Linked DNA regions of Mus musculus: region 2 is linked to region 1. Evidence: chromatin contacts called from public HiChIP or PLAC-seq data. All regions are on one chromosome and are shown on one strand. The core of a region is the stretch at or near the end of the contact, and the rest is flanking DNA. Distances in the headings are between cores, read along the strand shown.

What was found. HiChIP or PLAC-seq counts read pairs in DNA pulled down with a chosen protein or histone mark.
Region 2: a contact with region 1 is called in an H3K4me3 HiChIP or PLAC-seq map of the SCID.adh cell line, with 17 read pairs. The contact joins the promoter of Adat3 here to the promoter of Tcf3 in region 1. A contact is called at or near these places in 2 of 39 promoter capture datasets (hippocampal neurons and pre-B cells), 2 of 484 Hi-C or Micro-C datasets (embryonic stem cells and erythroid progenitors), 9 of 115 datasets of contacts at active chromatin or transcription factors (the 230-238 cell line, the SCID.adh cell line, effector CD8 T cells and 4 more) and 3 of 9 other capture datasets (adipose tissue, liver and pancreatic islet).

What each region holds. Positions count from the first base shown.
Region 1 is chr10:80,431,638-80,435,673 of GRCm38.p6, forward strand. Tcf3 (transcription factor 3) reads right to left here and starts at 1,998. Exons shown (of 19, transcript NM_001164149.2): 1 at 1,683-1,998.
Region 2 is chr10:80,600,736-80,604,771 of GRCm38.p6, forward strand. It overlaps Adat3 (adenosine deaminase, tRNA-specific 3), which reads left to right and starts at 2,145. Exons shown (of 2, transcript NM_001100606.1): 1 at 2,145-2,214. Scamp4 (secretory carrier membrane protein 4) reads left to right here and starts at 2,147. Exons shown (of 7, transcript NM_019575.4): 1 at 2,147-2,214.

The DNA.
Region 1 (4,036 bases), core at 748-3,247:
TATCCGGGAATTATTCCCAGTCAAGTTTAAAAACATCCTTTTACCAACATCACCGGGGGGGGGGGGGGAGGTCCCCAAGACCTGGGATTCCCCTCAGGTCCCAGGGGCTCTGCTCCACCAGTGGGGGAGGGGTTCCACCTGCCAGGCCCAATCCACCCACCCCAGGAAAGACTGAGGGGCCAGCACGCAGTTAAACCATTAACTTTTTTTTCCAGTGTTCCCCAGAAAGGAGCTAGGGCAGCAGGGATCCGGAAGCCACAGGCTGGGGAAGGCGATTCTGGGGTTGAGGGAAGACCCACGTCCAGAAGCTCAGGAACCCCAACTCTTTTGTTTGTCAACTCACACAGGGTGTGAAACAGGCACCTCGGGCACCCCGCCCCCACTGCTTTTTGTCTTTTTTTTTTTTCATCCTTTTTGGAGGATGTGTGAAACTGACTCTTTTCTTCTTCTTCTAAGTTGTACGAAACCACACTTTTTTTGTGGGGTATTTGAAACCGATTTTTCTGGGTAACCCCAGGAGAGGTGAAACACTGCTCCAGTGGGGGCGGGTGCCACAAACACTCTTGGGAGGGGAGGAATGGGACAACCTGGGTCATCTTGGATTGGGGGTAGGGAAGCAGAATTGGGGATGACCCCCCCCTTCTCCTCCCTCCCCCATTCCAGCAGCCACTGCGGGAGGAGGAAGGTTGGAAGTTCTGAGGCTCGCAGAGGCCACCATCGTGTCCCAAACCCTGAGCTGTGCCGCGCCCCACATTAACACAGAGCAGATGTTCCCATCTCGGGGTCCCTGTGTCTCCCCTCCTTCTCTGTACCCAGAGATCCCTTTCTTGTAGCAGACAAAAGGACTTGCTCTCTTTCCTCCAAACTCCAGTTTAAATCGGGGGGGGGGCATCCTTAAGTGGCAGGGGGGGTCTTCCAAGATCTCCAGGAGTTGGGGAACCCCAAGTTAACGAGGTGAAGATATTGGGTTCACTCTTCCTTCCAAATTCCAGTTTGGATGGAGATTTGGAGACTTCCCTGGGTGGGGGTGGGTTGGAAAGGGACACCTCCCACAAAATCCCCAAGAATTAGGAACTCTAAATTGTGGAGTGCGATATAATCCTCAGCCTTCCAAACTCCACTAGGATCAAGGGGACACCTCAAGTGAAGAGGTGAAGGTGGGTGATAAGGGGACACCTCCCCTAAGATAACCACGAGTTGTGGAACCACTAGCTAATGGAATGAGGAGGTGGCCCTCTCTCTTCCCTCCAAACTCCAGCTCCGATCAGGAGGACCCCCTCTCTAAGGGCAGATGGAAAGGGAACACCTCCCCTAAGATCCCCACGAGTTGGAGAATTCCTATCTGATGAAGTTGGGTGACCGTCCACAGAGAACCGTCACAAAAGAGGCCTGGGCAAAGTTTGCTCTCAAGTGCGCGCGTCCCCTCCACGTCGCCCCCCTCTCCAGGCGCGCAAAGTTGAAGACAGAGAACAATGCGCCGCCGGGCCCGGGGCCCTGTGCAAGGGGGACGCGTGCACACTCCCCCGGGGGCTCACCCCAGCCCTAGCCTCCCCGCGGACCCGAGAGAGACCCAGAGGCAACTTTTTTTTTCTCATGCACTAAGCAGAGGGGGGGGGTCCCCACCGTGCGCGCGTCCCCGTGAGCCCCACGCGCGCGTCCGGGGCCCCTCCGCGTGCGCTCACCTGCTGGGCGGGGGCATGCACCGGGTGCACCGGGGCTCCCTGCTGCCCACCGCCCTCGGGGACCCCGGGGACAAAAGGGTGGCGGGCGCGTCCCCGAGGGTCGCGCGTGGGCGGCGGGAGCGCGCAGGGCTCGGGGTCGCGCGTCCTTCCTCCTCCCCACTCGCGTTCGCGTCGCCTGGTCTCTCTCGAGCTTCTCTCAGAGCAGGCCCCGCGGGAAGGGACTGTAGCAGAGGCGGCGGCGCGCGGCGGTGGCCCGCGGTGGCCCGCTACGCCCGCAGCCGCCGGCGCTGCCTCATCTTCCTGCGGCGGGAGACATGTTCCGCCCCCCCACCCCGCCCCGCGCCGCCCGCGGAAGCCACGCCCCCAAGTGACCACGCCCACTGTCGCCAAAAGCCACCTCCCCTAAGTCGCTGCAGCCGCGCCCCGACCGGATACACAGATCCCTCCACTACCTCTTGAGGCGATAGTAACATACACCACCTCACAACAGTCACTGCCAGAACACCCACAAAGATTACCATGACACCAAGAATCAACCCGTATCTAATACTAAAGTACTTCCGGCAGAGATAGTCTCTATCAAACCGAGGGAAAGACTTAGGAACTATCTTCCTACGCGGCGGTATACACGCACTGAGCGAAGCGTCCTTGACGCAAGCGGGAAGGACCATTAGATTGAAAGATAAGGACCGCTACAAATAACCAATGGGAAGGTGGAGAGGTTAGATTGGCAGAACTCAAACCATTTATTGCGAAGTATCATCTGCGTTCCCGCCCTACAGCAGAGGCGGGATTCTCAGAGCAAGAGGCCGCGAGAAACTCAACGGGAAGGCGGTGGAAGGGCGGGGTTTGAGATTTTATTTTCGGGTTCTTATGCCCGCCGGCGCCGCCACGTCAAGTGGGTTCTATTTGAGTTTCTAGGATGGGCTCTGGGTGTTATGTGTTCGAGCGGGTATATCAAAGTCGGGATGGGATATCAGATCCTTAATGAGAGGCTAGGAAACGATGGATCATTCTCTCTCTTGCTGAAGGACCTCCACATTGGTCAACTTTTCCGTCTTTTGAAAATAGGTGTTTCGTGGTGCATATAATAAAAAATGCCAGGAGGTGGCGGCACTTTAATCCCAGCACTGGGGAGACAGAGGCAAGCAGATCTCTGTGAGTTCAAGGCCATCCTGGTCTACAGAGTGAGTTCCAGGATAGCCAAGGCTATCCAAGAATCACTGTCTCGAAAGAAAGAAAGAAAGAAAGAAAGAAAGAAAGAAAGAAAGAAAGAAAGAAAGAACAACGAAACAACGAGGGCGGGAGGGGTACTGAGAGGAGAGAGGGTAAACTGAGATTGGGATATAATATATGATAAAATAAATTTAAAAAAGAAAAACACATAATGAGGCCAGGTGTGGTGGCCCATGCCTTTAATCCCAGCTCTTGGGAGGCAGGAGGAGCTCTTTGTTTGAGTTTGAGGCTAGCCGGTTATATAAAGCAAGTTGCAAGCCAGCCAGCTAAGGCTGTCCAGTGAGACCCTGCCTCTCCCTGAGGGTTGTAGAGACAATATGTCCCTCGCGCCTAGCTTCTGCTCAGTCTTCACAGCTCACTGGGGCTCACAGCCCAATGAACACAGCAGAAAGGTGCATGGCACAGTGGGTGTCCAGGTCAGGCAGCAAAGAGGATCCCTAGTGTAGCTGCCTGCTCCCTCTCCCTCACCTTCAGTCAGAGATCAAGGACATGCCCCCAGCATCACACAGGAAGGGCCTGGTGTGAATCGCACCTCTAGGTTCTGACTTTTTGGAGTTGGCAGGGGTAGAGAATTGAGAAAAGGTCTCATGTAGCCCAGGCTGGCCTCCAACTTCCTATGTAGCCAAGGTTGACCCTGAACTCCTGTTGGTATCCCCTACCTCCCAGCTAGTACTAAGATGGTAGCTACCACACCTGGTTATGTGGTGGTGGGAAGAAATGTAGTGCTTCATATATCCTAACTAAGCGATCTACCACCCCAGCTACCGCTCCAGTCCTTTATCCTTGGAACTGGTCCCTACTTCCGGTCCTTTTTGCTTCCCCCATATCTCAGAGCCTTTGGGCAGGTTCTTGGTACAATCTGAGACTCAGTTTACCTATAAGGAAAATGAGAGGGCGCAGTCATGGGCACACGGGTGTCACTCCACAAGTCTCTGCCTGGTCAGTCCTTCTATGATCCTGTTGAAGGACTTGGGTATCCGGATTGAATCTCTGTCCTTGAAACCTAGGTCTTTCCTGTGGCCCAACCCTGGACCCATAGAGTTGAGTGTTTGCCCACCATGTGGGGATGCAGCATGTAGTTCACTGGGCAACGTTTGGTGGCAACCTGGTGGTTGCAG
Region 2 (4,036 bases), core at 895-3,394, 170 kb after region 1:
AGCTGAGGGGCTGGGGAAGTGGTTCTGAGTGGAGCCTCTGCCTAGACTCTGCCAGTGAGGGGCAGGGGCATTGCTCAATGGTGAGGGCTTGTATAACATCTTTTAAAGATATCTTTTTAAAAAATTTTTATGAGTATTGATATTTTGCCTTCAGGTTTGTCTGTGTAATGGTGCTAGGTCCCCTGGAAGGGCAGTGCAGTTACCTCGCAGGTACAAGCTGACCTGGTGCTGAGAGTTGAAGCCGGGTTCTCTGGAAGAGCAGGCTGTCCTTTTAACCACTGAGCCATCTCTCTAGCTCCCTTGCATAGCATCTCTTAGAAAACTTCTCTGCATATCTATCTGTCTCTGTAACACATGCCAGCCTAGCACCCATCGAGGCCAGGAGAAGTCATTTGGTTCCTTGAAGCTGGAGTTACAGATGGTTGTAAGCCACCATGTGGGTGCAGGGACTCACATCAGGTTCTTCTGGGATAGCAATCAGGGTTCCCCATTGGCAAACTGCCTTTCTAACCCTGGCAGAGCATTTTTAAAAATATTTATATCAGTGCCTTGCCTTTGTGTATGTATGTGCCTTGTGCACACAGAGGTTTTAAAAGGCATCAGACTTCCTGGAATTGCAGTTAGGGATGGCTGTGAGCCACCATGTGGGTGCTAGGATCTGAACCTTCATCCTCTGGAAGATCAGCCAGTGCTCTCAGCCACAGAGCCATCTCTACAGCTCCTGGCCTAGCATTTCTATGGACCTGGGCTTAGTCAAAAAATATTAAAGAAACAACATGGGTTTCCTGGTGGCCCTGTTTTGGTGTGATGACCCAAAACTTGGTTTTCTTCCCAAGACCCTTGGTTCACATGGCTTCCTAGAAGCCAGACACTGTACCTAAGGGTTCTAGCTTCGTTTTTTTGTTTGTTTTTCGAGACAGGGTTTCTCTGTATAGCCCTGGCTGTCCTGGAACTCACTCTATAGACCAGGCTGGCCTCGAACTCAGAAATCTGCCTGCCTCTGCCTTCCAAGTGCTGGGATTAAAGGCGTGGACCACCACCACCCGGCTTGGGTTCTAGCTTTGTAATGCTGGTCATATCCACACTAATCTCCCACTTATCTGTCTTGCAAGCAGCCATACACCAAACTCATGGGACCTACTCTGCTCTGATAAGCTGGTCACAAGGCATTCCTTATTCCAGAAAGATTGTGTTTGGCAGACAGGCCTAGAAGATTGCAAACAGGTTGATCCTGGAGCCAACCCCAGGCTCTCTGGTGCCACTTTCTACCTTCCTGCTGGTCAGGGCTCAGCCAGGCAATCTGCTGTTTATGTCCTAAGCCACAGAGGAAGAAGGACCCTGGGAGAGACTCAGGGACTCTGGCCTGGGAATGACATGTTGGGCAGATAAAGCTACACTGTGAAACTCTTTATCTAAAACAATAATTAACTAAAAGGTATTAATGTTAGGTCATCTCTCCTGCCTCTATTACTTGTTCATTTATTTTCTTCATCTTTTGTTTTTGTTTTTTAAAGACAGGATCTGTCCTGGAACTCCCAGTGATTTGCCTGCCTCTGCCTCCCAAGTGCTGGGGTTAAAGGCCCTCGCCCCAACCATCTTGAACTTTTGTTCTCTTGTATCCACCCCCAGAGTGCAGGCATGACCAGCTTGTGCCATGAGGAATGCTATGTATGGAATCCAGGTTCTCCTGGGTGCTAGGAAAACACTCCATGAACAGCCCCAGCCCCAGACTTATTCAGAAGTTCACATATCTGTTTCACCCATGTACAGATGAGGAGAATGAGGGCCTGAGTGGACCTAAAACTTCAGACTACAGTCACTTTCCAAGCAGTAAAAGTGATTGTTCACCAGCAACATGGGACTTTACAGAAGTATGATGGCAGATGCTCTTTGAGTGACTAATGGCCATAGAGTCTCCTTCTGCCTCAAGTCTTCTCTCTGCTGATGTCTCAAAGTGTCACAAAGGGGCCGAGTTCAGTGCCATCCCAGGATCTCAAACCACAGTATTCTACTCGCTGCAGCACACATAAGAAAACCCCCTAGACTCAGCAAGGCCTTGTGAAGCAGCCACGCGCACGGCCTTAAGGGAAATGTAGTCGCATCGCGCAGGCCCCGCCCATGGAACTACGCTCCCGTGGTGCCCCGCGGTGGCAGGCGTGGCGGCCCGGTTGCTAGGACTTGGATAAGCGTGGCGTTCGCTCGGGTGTCCCTCAGGTGAGCAGCCGCCGTAGGGGTTCGGCTTTCGCCGTTCCGAATCCGCCATGGGGCACCGGAGATGGTGACAAGGCAAGGGCGGTGGACAGGGAAAGAAGGCCTTATCGGGACAGACCGCGTAGCCTGAGAGGGTTGTGCGCGTCCCGGGAGGCGGTGGGAGTACGCGTGCGCGAGTAGTCAACGCTAGTACGCGTGTGCACAGGGCTTTTCGCCCACCGCGCCCTATGCCGTTGGTTTGCGGCGCACGCGTGTACCCTACTTCTGATTCCGGAAACCCTGTGATTTCCAGCTGCTTCCGGTTGTATGTTCCGGGTCATCACAGTCCCCTGCCTCAGGGTTATCTTATCCACCATCCTTACAGCAGGTGTGCAGTTTCCCTTTAAGCTCTTGTACCCTATGGGGTTTCTTGGGGTATCTTGGTGGTACCAGGGATCGAATCCTGGACTTTGGTTATATTAGACTGGCACTGGACTACTGATCCCCTTCCCCTCCCTTCAGAAGTGGATTCCAGGAGCTTTCGCTAATCTTTGTACCCAGCCCTTAAATGGATGATTCCAGGCAGGGACTCTACCCCTGCGCCACACCCCATCCCCTCACAAGGGGCCCTAACCTAAGCTTCAGTCCCTCACTGGTGGACATAGGTAGGCTCAGCACTGCTGAGCTCTACCCCGAGCCCACTTCATTTTTTTTATTTTGGAAGTTTCCTGTACCGCTGAAGCTGGCCCCGAACTCCCATCTAGTGGCTTATTGAGTGACTTGTATTTCAGGCCTGAGCTTCCAGACCTGATCCTTGTAGTCTGTCCAGCCACGGTCCCATTCTTTTGGACCCTATACCCAGGACCCAAGGCCCATTGTTTGCCTGCAGTTGTTGAATGCAGAGGGCGTGTGGTTCCTCAGAGGTGGGAAGTGTCTGCTGGACCGCAGGTCCTTGTCTGTGGTACAAGGAGCCCCTTTCAAACCTGTTCCCATGCTGGTGTACAGTGGGCACCTGTCACCTAAAACAAGGGAATAACAGGCCACAATTGCAATGAACATGAAGGGCCCCTTTGGCCAAGCATTGGCTACCATCCTATAGCTATTAAACTCCTCTCCAGAGGCCCATAAGCCCAGGCTGTCATCTGTCCCCAAGGCATCCATCTTTCTGTGTCCCTTGTTGTCTAGTCTTGAGGGGACAAACAAAGCTGTGTCTTCTGCCCTGGAGACAGTGGCGCTTTGTAGCCCAGTCAGGCGCTGTGCGTTGTAGGCGTGGTGTATGCCCTGGGGAAGCCAGATGTCACCACGCCCTTCATGGGCTCTGCCTGCCATGGGGCCTTTGCAGGGGCAGCCATGGTGACACCAGGATCTCAGACACCCTTGGTGCTGTTCTCCCTTCTTAGTCTCAGGACTCCTAGTGGCACCCGTGACTCTCTAGTTAGCCCATAGAGACATTCAGTGTTGACCTGGGCAGCTGGGTGAGCCCTGAAAGCCAACAGATGTACCTGAGTCCATCGCATAGGTTCCTGTGGCCAGGTAGACATTGGTGGGGGTGCCAGGATGTGGGTATGATGATGGTCAGGTAGCCCTGCAGGTCGCCTCGTGGGCACTTTTTTCTTTTCTCCCCTATTTCCTTCTCGTTTGTTTGGTGCTCTGTATTTACCTCAGGGTTTGAGCAGGGCAGGCAGATTCCCACCATTGAGCTATACCCCATCCCCTCCTGCTGCGCTGCTCCCAGGATTGCTTGACCCTAATCGCCTGTAGGTTATGGTTAGTTGTCACGGCAAGGTGTGGGAAGGAGCTAGCTGTCAGCCAAGCCAATGATCTGAGGACTAAGGATGGCGAGAGG